2 separate regions of the Mus musculus genome follow, and region 1 is linked to region 2. The links are chromatin contacts, called in public HiChIP or PLAC-seq maps. All regions are on one chromosome and are shown on one strand. The core of a region is the stretch at or near the end of the contact, and the rest is flanking DNA. Distances in the headings are between cores, read along the strand shown. Region 1 overlaps Palld (palladin, cytoskeletal associated protein). Region 2 overlaps Palld (palladin, cytoskeletal associated protein).

Region 1 (4,906 bases), core at 1,638-4,137, 200 kb after region 2:
ACAGTACAGTATTTATATTAATGTGTAAGATCTAATCAGGGAAATTAGCATTTTAAATAGAGATAACTGTTATATATTTACTAGCAACAAAAAACATTTGTTAGCACATCTCACCATTAATGGAATTTTCTACCAAACTCAGGTAGACTTGGCTGTACTTTTGTAAAATAGAGGAGACAGTAACACTTTTTTAAATAATGCATGTCTCTCTAGGGATAAGCAAATTTTGGCCTTTTCAGATATAAGGTTTTACTAGCAAAAACCAACAACAACAAAACCTTTATCCAATAAAAAGAAAATCCATTTCTGGCTCAATTAGACATTTTGATTCTCCTTCGGACCTAACTGATTTTTCTCTCAGTGTGACTGGTCTTGCCATTTACTTAATCAGCTCCAAGGCTGTCTTTGCAGCTAACAAAGCTCTTGGCTGGGTTTTGGCATGCTGATGTTGAAATAGATCCCCACAGTTTAAAGTCATACAAAGTAAAAAATTGTGTCCCAACTCTAAGCACTCTCTCTCTCCGATGGACATGGCTTGACTATTCCCATCCCAGCACTCCTGGCATCAAAACCCAGCAGCTCTGTCACCCCTCTTTGTCACAAGGGCCACCAGGGGACCCAAAGGCAACTCACTGTGGCATGGCTCCAGCTTTTGATATGAAAGATAAGCTTTCGCTGTCAGAGTCCGTTGAACTGGCTCCTGGAAGACATTAAAGATCATGAGACAGTTAGGCCATGAGCGGTGCCAGCATCTCCAAGAGTTCCAAAGAGTATAATGGTCTTCGTTTATAAACAGCAACAACCTGAAAAGTCTTATTTGTGCTATAAATACACATCAAAATTGAGGATGATCAGTGTCGCATCACTTTTTATTGCTGTTTCTCCAGAAAATAGCCTTTTAAAGGTACTATTAATAGCTTCCTTTAGGCCACTGTGCTTACAATTTATTATTAGCTTCCTTTTTAATATCTTTGGCCATCTCAGCCATCCTTTTACATGGCTAGACAACTATGAGACAAATGTGAGTGTCTTTGTGGACAAATGCCGTGGTTTTAAACTTTAACCCTGGGAGATCACATGGGGTGGGCTGTCTTCACTACTGTTCATCGGAAGCAGCTTCCCAACTCTTCATCTGAATGTTATAGTGCCCGCGCTGCAGTACAGTCTCTCAGGTCTTCTGTTGACCTTGAAAACAGTCATGCTGAAGTAACTCAGTTGGAATGTTTGCTCTGTCCCTTCCCACTTCTTCCGGTGTGGGCGTGGGCGTTCTTCACCTGGCTCCTGTATTACCCAGAAGGCTCCTGTCTTTCCATTTCTTTCCCTCCCAGAGCTGTCCTCCTCTTATGTCAGGTTAATTTTTTCCTAGCACACACCTTTCCTATAAAGGCACAAGAAGATGTCTTAGTTTAAAAGAGAACTCCTCAAATCTGACATCTTACAGACTTCACGGATTTCTTCGCCAGACTTCCAGCATTTGCAAGTCACATGATCGCGATCCACGAACTTGAATGTACTCACTGGCGGACACAGCTTAGGAAGCTGGGATGTGGTCCCAAAGACATTCAACAGATACACAAACCCTTGTAGAGTCCCGTTCTTGGGAGAACACAGATAGAGGAGTCAGAATTTAATACCTTATATGGCAAAACAGGGAAAAATCAAACTGGTAGAGGAGTGTGGGCAGAGAGGAATGGAGTGAGCTTGCCTTTGTAAGTAGGGAGCGAGGAAGGTTCACAAAGGATCAAGTGGAGGGAGCGGGTGGTCTCCTTGTCATTGTCTCAGCTGCCTCCTTTGTACTTGCAGTTCTGTGACTCACTTTCCTAGGACACTCTAGCTATTCTGCCTGTACATGCCATCCTTTGTCTCTGTCTTCTCTGGATTCTGAGGACTCCTTGTTTACACCATGCATGTCACCTGTCAGTTTTCTGCTGAAAAATTATCAGTCCCCCGAGAATTAAGGGAAGGTTGAAAAAGGAATTTCCAAACTGTGAGTGGTTAATACGTACCACAGCGGTCAGCTTGGCTCCTCGCACCTTTGGGGTGTGATAACCTGTTATAACCTCACCAAGAAGTAAGTGACCACTTTATAGGCAGGAAAACGGAAGAACCAAGCCGCATTTGGTGACAGGCTGCACTCTGTTTTTGAACCGTCCTCTCCCCCTCCCCCACTACCTTCCAGGCTGTGTGGATCTGGATTCCTCAGAGTGCTTAGTTCCATGCTTGCTCAGAGCTGGCCTTTAGCCTCTGCTGGGAGCACTGGTGGTCAGAGAACTGCAAGACTTATTTGGGGACATGGAGTGGAGGGAGTGTACAGCAGAAAGCTAGAAAGCAGAAAGCAGAAAAGAGGCTGGAGAGGCAACATTTGAGGCCAGGTGTGCTGTGCTGGAGCCGAAAGGCCTGGAGTCTATTGGCAGGGCATTGGGGGTGGTGAGCTGACTGAACCACAGGATTAGCTGGGGGATGGGATACATAGAAAAACCAGGCAAACGACACAGAAGCAGTAGAAGCAGACGTCAGAGAGAGGAGGAGGATGCAGCTTACATAGTGATGAAGAGGTGGGAGGGACTAAGCAGAGGAAGTCTCGGGAACTACGAAGAAAGCCTGTTATCAGTATGGGCTGGGCTATTCTGAGATAACAGCTTAATTGGAATCATAAAATGGATTTTAAGGGGAGCAAAGTCCTATGGCGGTCTCAAAGAGGTCAAAAATATGGGAGGAAAAACAGCTATGCTCACCTGACTCCTAGCAGGTAAAAAAATTAATTTTCCTGTTATGATTTATATTTTAAAAGTGATTTTTTTTGTTTGTTTAAGAAACTTAGTGTGAGGGAGCACACATATCACAGTACACATGTGTGAGTCAGAGGACAATCTCAATAGAGACAGGTTTCTCCATCTACTCTTTTATGTAGGTCCTAAGTATTGAACTCATGCTGCCAGCCTTTGGTGGCAAGTGCCATTACCTGCTGAGCCATCTTGCTGGCTCTACTAAAAGATCATTCTTGCTGGATGTGTCTGAATGTGTGATTTACACATCTTCTTCTTCTTCTTTTTTTTTTTTTCACGAACCATTCATTTTATTGTTTTGTAGTAAGACACAGAACTTTGACCATGCAGCCATCCTCAAGGAGCTGGCATAGCCAGCCAGCTTTTAGCAGGTTACCAGGTGACTGTGGAAATCAAACAAGGGAGGCACTGCATGGTGCCCTCATTTTTCATACATGAAACCCGGTATCCGTTTTTTCACCAGGCCAGCCAGGTGCTCTTCCCACCGCCCCTTCGCTCACTTTGCCTGAGCTCTGCCAAAGGTCACACCCTACAGCTTTATAATCTCTTCCCTTGGCCCAGGAATCTCTCTGCTCATTCACTTCCTGCTGTGACGGAGATCACACTCAGTCTACGAACGCTACCCAAGCACACTATCAGGCAGCTCTGCCTCCCGGCCTCCTGGCTAGTCTGTCAGGAACATCGTGGTTAAGGTACTAATAATCAGGCCAGGGGACCACCTTGAACAGGCCATAATTACTCCTGTGTATCAACTTCAAGACAAAATGGTCCTGCTCAGAACCCGCCCACCTCACCGTGCTGTCTGCTGCTGCTGCTGCTCCCACTTCTGTGGTCCAGCACTGGAGAGACTGAGGCAGAAGGAAGGAGAGCCTTGAATTTAAGGCGAATCTGGACTACTTAAGCAGTTGAGTCCCAGACTAGCTTTGACTAGTCTGACCCTGTCTGAACAACAACAGCAGCAGCAGCAGCAACAACAACAACAGCAACAACCAGCAGGATTATTCCAGGAGTCAGGCATTGTGATGCAGGACTAGACCTGAATCCTAGCACTGGCAGATTCTTGTGAGTTCACGGCTAGCCTGTACTACAAAAGGAACTCTTGTCTTAAATCAAAACCAGACAGACACGCTTTCTTGGACTCTAGCTCTAGCACAGAGGCAGAGCTCCTGACCAGTACATGGAAGAGCCTAGGTTTGGTCCTTACATAGACAAATTAAAAAAAAAAAAAAGTTTTCTTTCTCCCTTTTTGCAATTGATCATCTGAGAAAGATAGTGAAAAGCATTAGTATTAGAAAAGCTGGGGTATTTTCTGTACCTGCCCAGCCCTTGTGGAATGTCAATATCACCTTATTTCTCAGGTGTCCAAACAGCTATGGCAGGGTGGACCAGATCCAATCCTTACAGTGCCAGCAATGTCCTTTCCCTCACCTGATAGCAATTCTTCTCTCCCTCTGCAAGTCTGCCTTTATGGGTTATCTGTTGCTCAGAAATGTTTATGACATAGGTAGATACTTGAGAGACAATTACTTAAATTAAAAACAAACAAACAAACAAACCAGGTGTAGAGAACTATTTGAAGGAAAGGATGCACAGTAGAAAGATAAGACATGGTAACATACTAAAGTGACTTGGGTTGGACTATGGCTTGGTGGTGCGGTATGCTTAGCATGTGTGAAGCCCTAACTTCAGTTCCCAGCAACCCATACATTCACACAGAGAGGATCACAGGGCAGCCAGACTATGAATGGTTTTATGTCTTGTGTGTGTGTCTATGTAGATTTTTTTTAAAAGAAAATACTATTTTCGTGATCTTTAGAACAGCCAGCACCACTCTAGGATCAAGACTGTAGATGCTGACAACAATCTGATTTCAAAGTACAGAGCCTCTGTTAAAGGTCAGAGAGCAATCCATAAAAATATTAGGAAAATTATTTTACAATATGTAATATGAAAAACAGCCTAAATATTCTTAGGTTCTCTATATAAATTTTCAAATCTAGCCAAAGGAATATGTGCTTGGATATCCATTGACTATCAGACACTGGTGCACTATGGTGGTCTGGCATTTAGGGGTTGACCCCAAGGCTGCAGAAGGAACGTTTGCCCAAGCAACATCATGG
Region 2 (5,178 bases), core at 1,207-3,706:
TGCATGTAGGTATGTGCACTGAGAATGTTTCTGATGACTATGTGTGTGAATGTTTTGGTTGTGTATGTGTGTGTGTGTATGTGTGTGTGTGTATGTATGTATGTATATATATATATATATATATATATATGCACACTGAGTATATTCCTATTGCCTCTATGTGTGTGTATGTGTGTTTTGCCTATATGTATGTACACTGAGTATGTTCTTGGTGCCTGGGAAGCCAGGAGAAGGTACCAGATTACCCTGGTATTAGACAGCTAAGAGCTGCCATGTGGGAGCTGGGAACTGAGCCTGAGTCTTCTGCTAGACCAGGAAGTGCTCTTAACTGCTGGCTACCTCTACAGTGCCCCACAGATGGACTCTGGGTTTAAGAATGAACAACCATGGTAGAGATGTGGACAATGCGGAGGCACTTGTGCATTTTGCTTCCAGGTGTCCCAAGTCACTGTCTGTCTGTGCCTGTGGGACTGGGAAGCCAGGCAACACAGAAAGTTTTGTTCTTCTAGTATCTGCAGAGTGGAAAGTCTCAGAGCAATTGATAAGTTTCCTATATCTGACCTAGATTCCTTCCCTTTTTTTTTAAAAATAATAATCATAGTTAGGAAGTCTAGATAGATCTCAACATTAATAAACTGAAGAGAACCAGACATCTGAGAAAGTTTCAAAAGACTATTACTTTCTCAAGCAGAGGTAATTTTCTTGGAATTAAAAGAAATATTTTCTAGTGTTTTTATTTATTTATCTTTATATCAATGGGTCATATAATTCTGTTGTAGTCCTGAAATTGAGTTGGTAGGGTTTTTTTTTTTTTAATTTAGGATGCATGTATACAAACACACATACACACATTCAAGAGTCTACTGCCAAGAGCTGCTGAAGATATTTTAATGAGGAAAGCGCTTAGCTATGTAAGTCCACATTCCAGAATCAAGGTATAGCCATGTTAAAACTACCCCAAGACACGGAAAAAAATATGATTTGGGAGGAAATGGTTAGAGACAGTCACTTGCAGAATACACAAATAAGAAAATGTGAAAGATGCGGATGCCTTTATGTTAACCCCTACGATGCTGAAGTGAGAAAGGCGCAGCTGACCAGCCAGCCTAAGAAACCAACATGCACATCTCGCTAATCAATCAAAGACCCTGGAGATACTTGGGTGTTTGTTCTCCTGGAAGGGTTTCACTATTAATGTCGGGAAACTACAAACAGAAAGAGAAAGAGTAATATGAATTTTTTTTTGGCAAATAAAATCCTGGCATATTAACTTAGAAATGTAAAGCTTAGAGTAATGAGATATATCACTCTGCCATCTCATTCTTAACCATTCAGTGTGTGAAATGCACCGAGATGAAATGAGGCGCACTCACTGTAGACATCCAGCCGGGCAGTGCAGGACACAATGCCTGCTTCGTTCTTGGCGGACACAGTGTACCACCCAGCGTCTTCCTTTGTGGCTCCCTGGATGAGCAGGCAGATGTAGCCATGATTATCCTGGTGCATGCTGCGGAAAAAGATAAAGTCATTAGGGCTCTACATTTTTAAAAAGTGGCTTTGGACATGAAGCATCATTTTTAATTAGGTCATTAGAAACGGAATTGTGCGAGCAGCAGATAATAGGATCATACTTATTCTAGAGAGGCAGCTAGCCCCATTAAGTTAATGGGAGAGCAGAGCAGACCTCAAGAGGGCGAGTAAATCCATGCACTAATTCTTAAGGGAAGACCCGCCTTTACAAAACCACAGGCTGGGCCACCACCATGGGAGCAAACGAATCTATCTTTTCTTTCTGATATACACATTTCAAAAATGCAGCCAGGTTAAGTCAGAATCTGCTTTGTCACATCCCAAAATTGCTCTCTTCCAAAGCTTAAGCCTACATTTGGACGAAGTGTGGCTCTCGTCTTGCACATCACTGATGATAACGTACATGGCTTTTACGCTCACCGATTTGCATGCAGTATCTGATGCGTCGTTTCAGCTAGCACCGGGACTGTGCAAGTTCTGAGGTAGACGAAGCCACCGTGCAGTCTTACCTTACTCGCTCAGTGCTGTGAGTGAGCGATTCATTTTCTTTCTTCCAAAATATCTGAGGTGGCGGCACTCCCGAGACACGGCATTCCAGCCGCACTGGGTATCCATCAGCAACCCCCGTGTTCTGTAGCTTCTCCATAAACACAGGGGCCTTGTGTGCTTCCTTAGCTAAGGGAACACGAGAGGAATGATCTGTTAGTGGCATGCCAAAGGGTCACTGCGAGGAACTCGGGAGCTTTAGAAAGATGAAGTACTGTTTTCACGTCGGGTGGTAAGAGGTTAGCCCTCCCCTCAAGCAAAGGTCTGTACGCTTCATTCCACTCACGTTATTTCCTCAATTAATTCAAGACTGATAGGCCCACATAGTGCCCGGCCATCTGCTCCTCAGAATGCCTGCCTGACAGGCCTCAGAGATTCGGAGTCATTGCTAGCAGCTGCGAGAGCATTGCTCTAATTAAGTCAACAGGCTCGCACAGGCCTTACCTACTGCTGCCACCTAGTGGTGCCGAGTATTTCAGCACCAGGATTCCCTGGCTGCCACCTGAAATGCCTTTTTTTTTTTGAAGATTTAAAATTTGGAACTCATAAAGTCATTACTTGACCACAGAATTCATTTCTTTGCCCACTAACTTGTTTCAGCAGTGAGAAAGAAATCACAGGCCACCTACCAGCAACCACAAGCTCCAGGTTAAACGAGTTCTGTCCTGCTCTGTTGGTGGCAATACATGTGTAGATGCCGGCGTCCCGGGACGTGACTGGCTCTATAATGAGGGAGTGGACCCCATTCTCACGGACCAGCATCTTGTGAGCACTGTCGGGGCGTATGGGCTTTCCATCTAGTTGCCAGCTGAGATCTGGGGTTGGTAACCCACTGACCTACACCAGAAAGGAGACACACATGAACTTCTCCAGTAGTAAAACCATCAAATCACCAAGAGTTACGGATCCAGAGTCAGTTCGTCCTCCGGTAGCACAAACAATGGCTTTTCCATGTTACTCTCTTGTTTAAAACCTTCCCGTGGTTCCCATGAGCACTGAGAGATACACTTCTAAACATCTTTTCTAGAACAATTCGGAGGTAAGTAAAACGGGGATTAAAACATATTTCTGTCATCTTCTTACCTCACCTAAGACTATAAACATTCCCAGGTGATGATGGCACCGAGCTCTGAGCTCTTTGGAAACACGGGAGGTGCAGCCTTTATAACAGTAACACTCAGCTGGAAAGCTTCCCACCAAGGACTGGCCATCACCATGGAGATGCATGTGACACAGACCTATTATTATTTTATAATCTTTGAAAGTGAATAACCAGAGCAATTTGAAATTGCCCAGAAAGTCAGACAAATTAGCATCACAATGGAGACATCCTGAAAACCTTAAGAGCTTGGCAGTTGTGTTGAACAGAGAGCAGGCCAAAGCATTCAATGGCTAGTCCCCCTTGCATTGTTAAAGGGAGGGGCAGTGGCCATCTGCTGGCTTTGTATAGGGCTGCCCTTGACTTTAGGATAGAAGAGAAGTGAGGAAGAGTTGATATTCCTCCTTCCTCCTACTCTACTAGTGGGAAATGATGTATTCTGCTACCCAAAGACTATTGGATCATAAAACAATCATAAAACTATTGGATTATGAAACGGTTCCTTTGAAACACTAGCCTTGTCTAAATCAGCCAGAGAACCCGTACAGTTCCTCCTGCCCCATGGTAAGTACTCATTCCTGCTACCAACAAGGTGTCTCGGACACATGTAGTCACATCTGGAGAATGTAAGGGGAAAAAGCGCAATTACGTCATGGGTTAAAGGGGTGGGGTTTCGAAAGAGCAGTAGTTAGGAAGTGGTTTCTCCTCATGTACCCTCTCCCCGTGGGAAGACACTAGAAGTGGTACAGAAATATCAGAGTAGATAGATAGTTATGACTGGGCTCCAGGTCCTGGGGAGCTTATAGTTTGTTCCCATTTTTCTGGGTTTGATAATGGACAAGCAGGATTTGTGGCCCTAGGGCAGGAAGGTGTTGACCGGGTCCTTTCAAAACAGGAAGTTTGCAGAGGAGCAGTTCCAGGGGGCGACGTTACTCAAGCAGAGTGAGCATGCCCTGTTCTCGTCATTGTCACTGCAGCTCTCCCAGTGAGTCAGAGAGCAGAGCATAGCACAATATGGTATCAGGAACTAAAGGTCACCACAGGTCGGCCACAGTCTGAGCAGTTGGTCCTCTTGATCCATGTGCAGACGCAGAGAGAAGAGCACACTTGTTATCTATCATGAAGCGTTCCCACCGAGCAGGCTTACAGCTGAGTGAAGGATAGAGCCTGTGAATGTACTGCAGGGGCTGTGGCGGGAGGGGCTCCATTCGGTGTTTGACTTATTATGACTTTTTCCTCTTTCAAATCTTAAATACACGGAAATTTTCCTTCGAAGTAGGTAGCAGTGTGGCATGTCTGTTCATATGGCTGGACACCTGTGTCCTTTCTTTCCTTCCTTCTTGTGGCCTAGGCTGGTGTCGAATTATTACGTAGCCAAGAATGCTGTTGACCTTGTGATCCTCCCATTTCTGCCTAACGCAGTGCCAGGATTACGGACTTGTGCCACCATTCCTGCTGACTTCCATATTTTCTCTATCCAGGTCATATCGTTATAGTGAATTCAACTAGTGATTATTTTAACTCTCAATATCCTTTTAATGGCAGAGGTGAAAGGATGTCTATGTTGCTGCTTAGAGCAATAGATAGTTATCAGAGCGCTACATATCAGCATATCGGCCACACCCACTCTTGCTACCTGCTTTTGTTTTAAGATCAGACTTGCTCTAATTGTACTCCTATGGGATGCAGTGTACATTAAAAAAATTACACATTTTCCTTAGTTTCTTTCCTTTCCTTGTTTTTCTGAAACAGGGCCCGTCTGTGTAATGCTAACTGGCTTATGTTTCCCTGTGTGTAATCAGGCTGGCCTGGGTCCCTGCCATCTGAGGGCTGGGAGTAAGGGTTTGTGCACCACACCTGGCCTATAATTCTGTTTTTAAAACTGCAGTTAATAACAACCTCGGGATAGCATCATCTTCTTTGTTGACTGGATATGCCATCCTATACATTATATCTGTGAATTAACTTAACACTTAAAGTGTTCATTTAGAAGATGGGCAAGC

What was found. HiChIP or PLAC-seq counts read pairs in DNA pulled down with a chosen protein or histone mark.
Region 1: a contact with region 2 is called in an H3K27ac HiChIP or PLAC-seq map of embryonic stem cells, with 5 read pairs. The contact joins two enhancer-like sites. A contact is called at or near these places in 3 of 115 datasets of contacts at active chromatin or transcription factors (embryonic stem cells, extraembryonic endoderm stem cells and trophoblast stem cells).

What each region holds. Positions count from the first base shown.
Region 1 is chr8:61,712,179-61,717,084 of GRCm38.p6, forward strand. Palld (palladin, cytoskeletal associated protein) reads right to left here. Exons shown (of 22, transcript NM_001293772.2): 4 at 634-700. Among named protein-coding and RNA genes, the nearest start is that of Gm51576, 29 kb to the left of the region's middle. Within about 2 kb of position 2,888, at least 44 of the 459 cell types and tissues checked have an H3K27ac peak or open chromatin away from gene starts, as enhancers often do. A contact at or near this core is called in embryonic stem cells and trophoblast stem cells, where this site is marked.
Region 2 is chr8:61,513,830-61,519,007 of GRCm38.p6, forward strand. It overlaps Palld (palladin, cytoskeletal associated protein), which reads right to left. Exons shown (of 22, transcript NM_001293772.2): 19 at 2,706-2,913; 20 at 2,040-2,205; 21 at 1,374-1,507. Among named protein-coding and RNA genes, the nearest start is that of Cbr4, 29 kb to the left of the region's middle. Within about 2 kb of position 2,457, at least 127 of the 459 cell types and tissues checked have an H3K27ac peak or open chromatin away from gene starts, as enhancers often do. A contact at or near this core is called in embryonic stem cells and trophoblast stem cells, where this site is marked.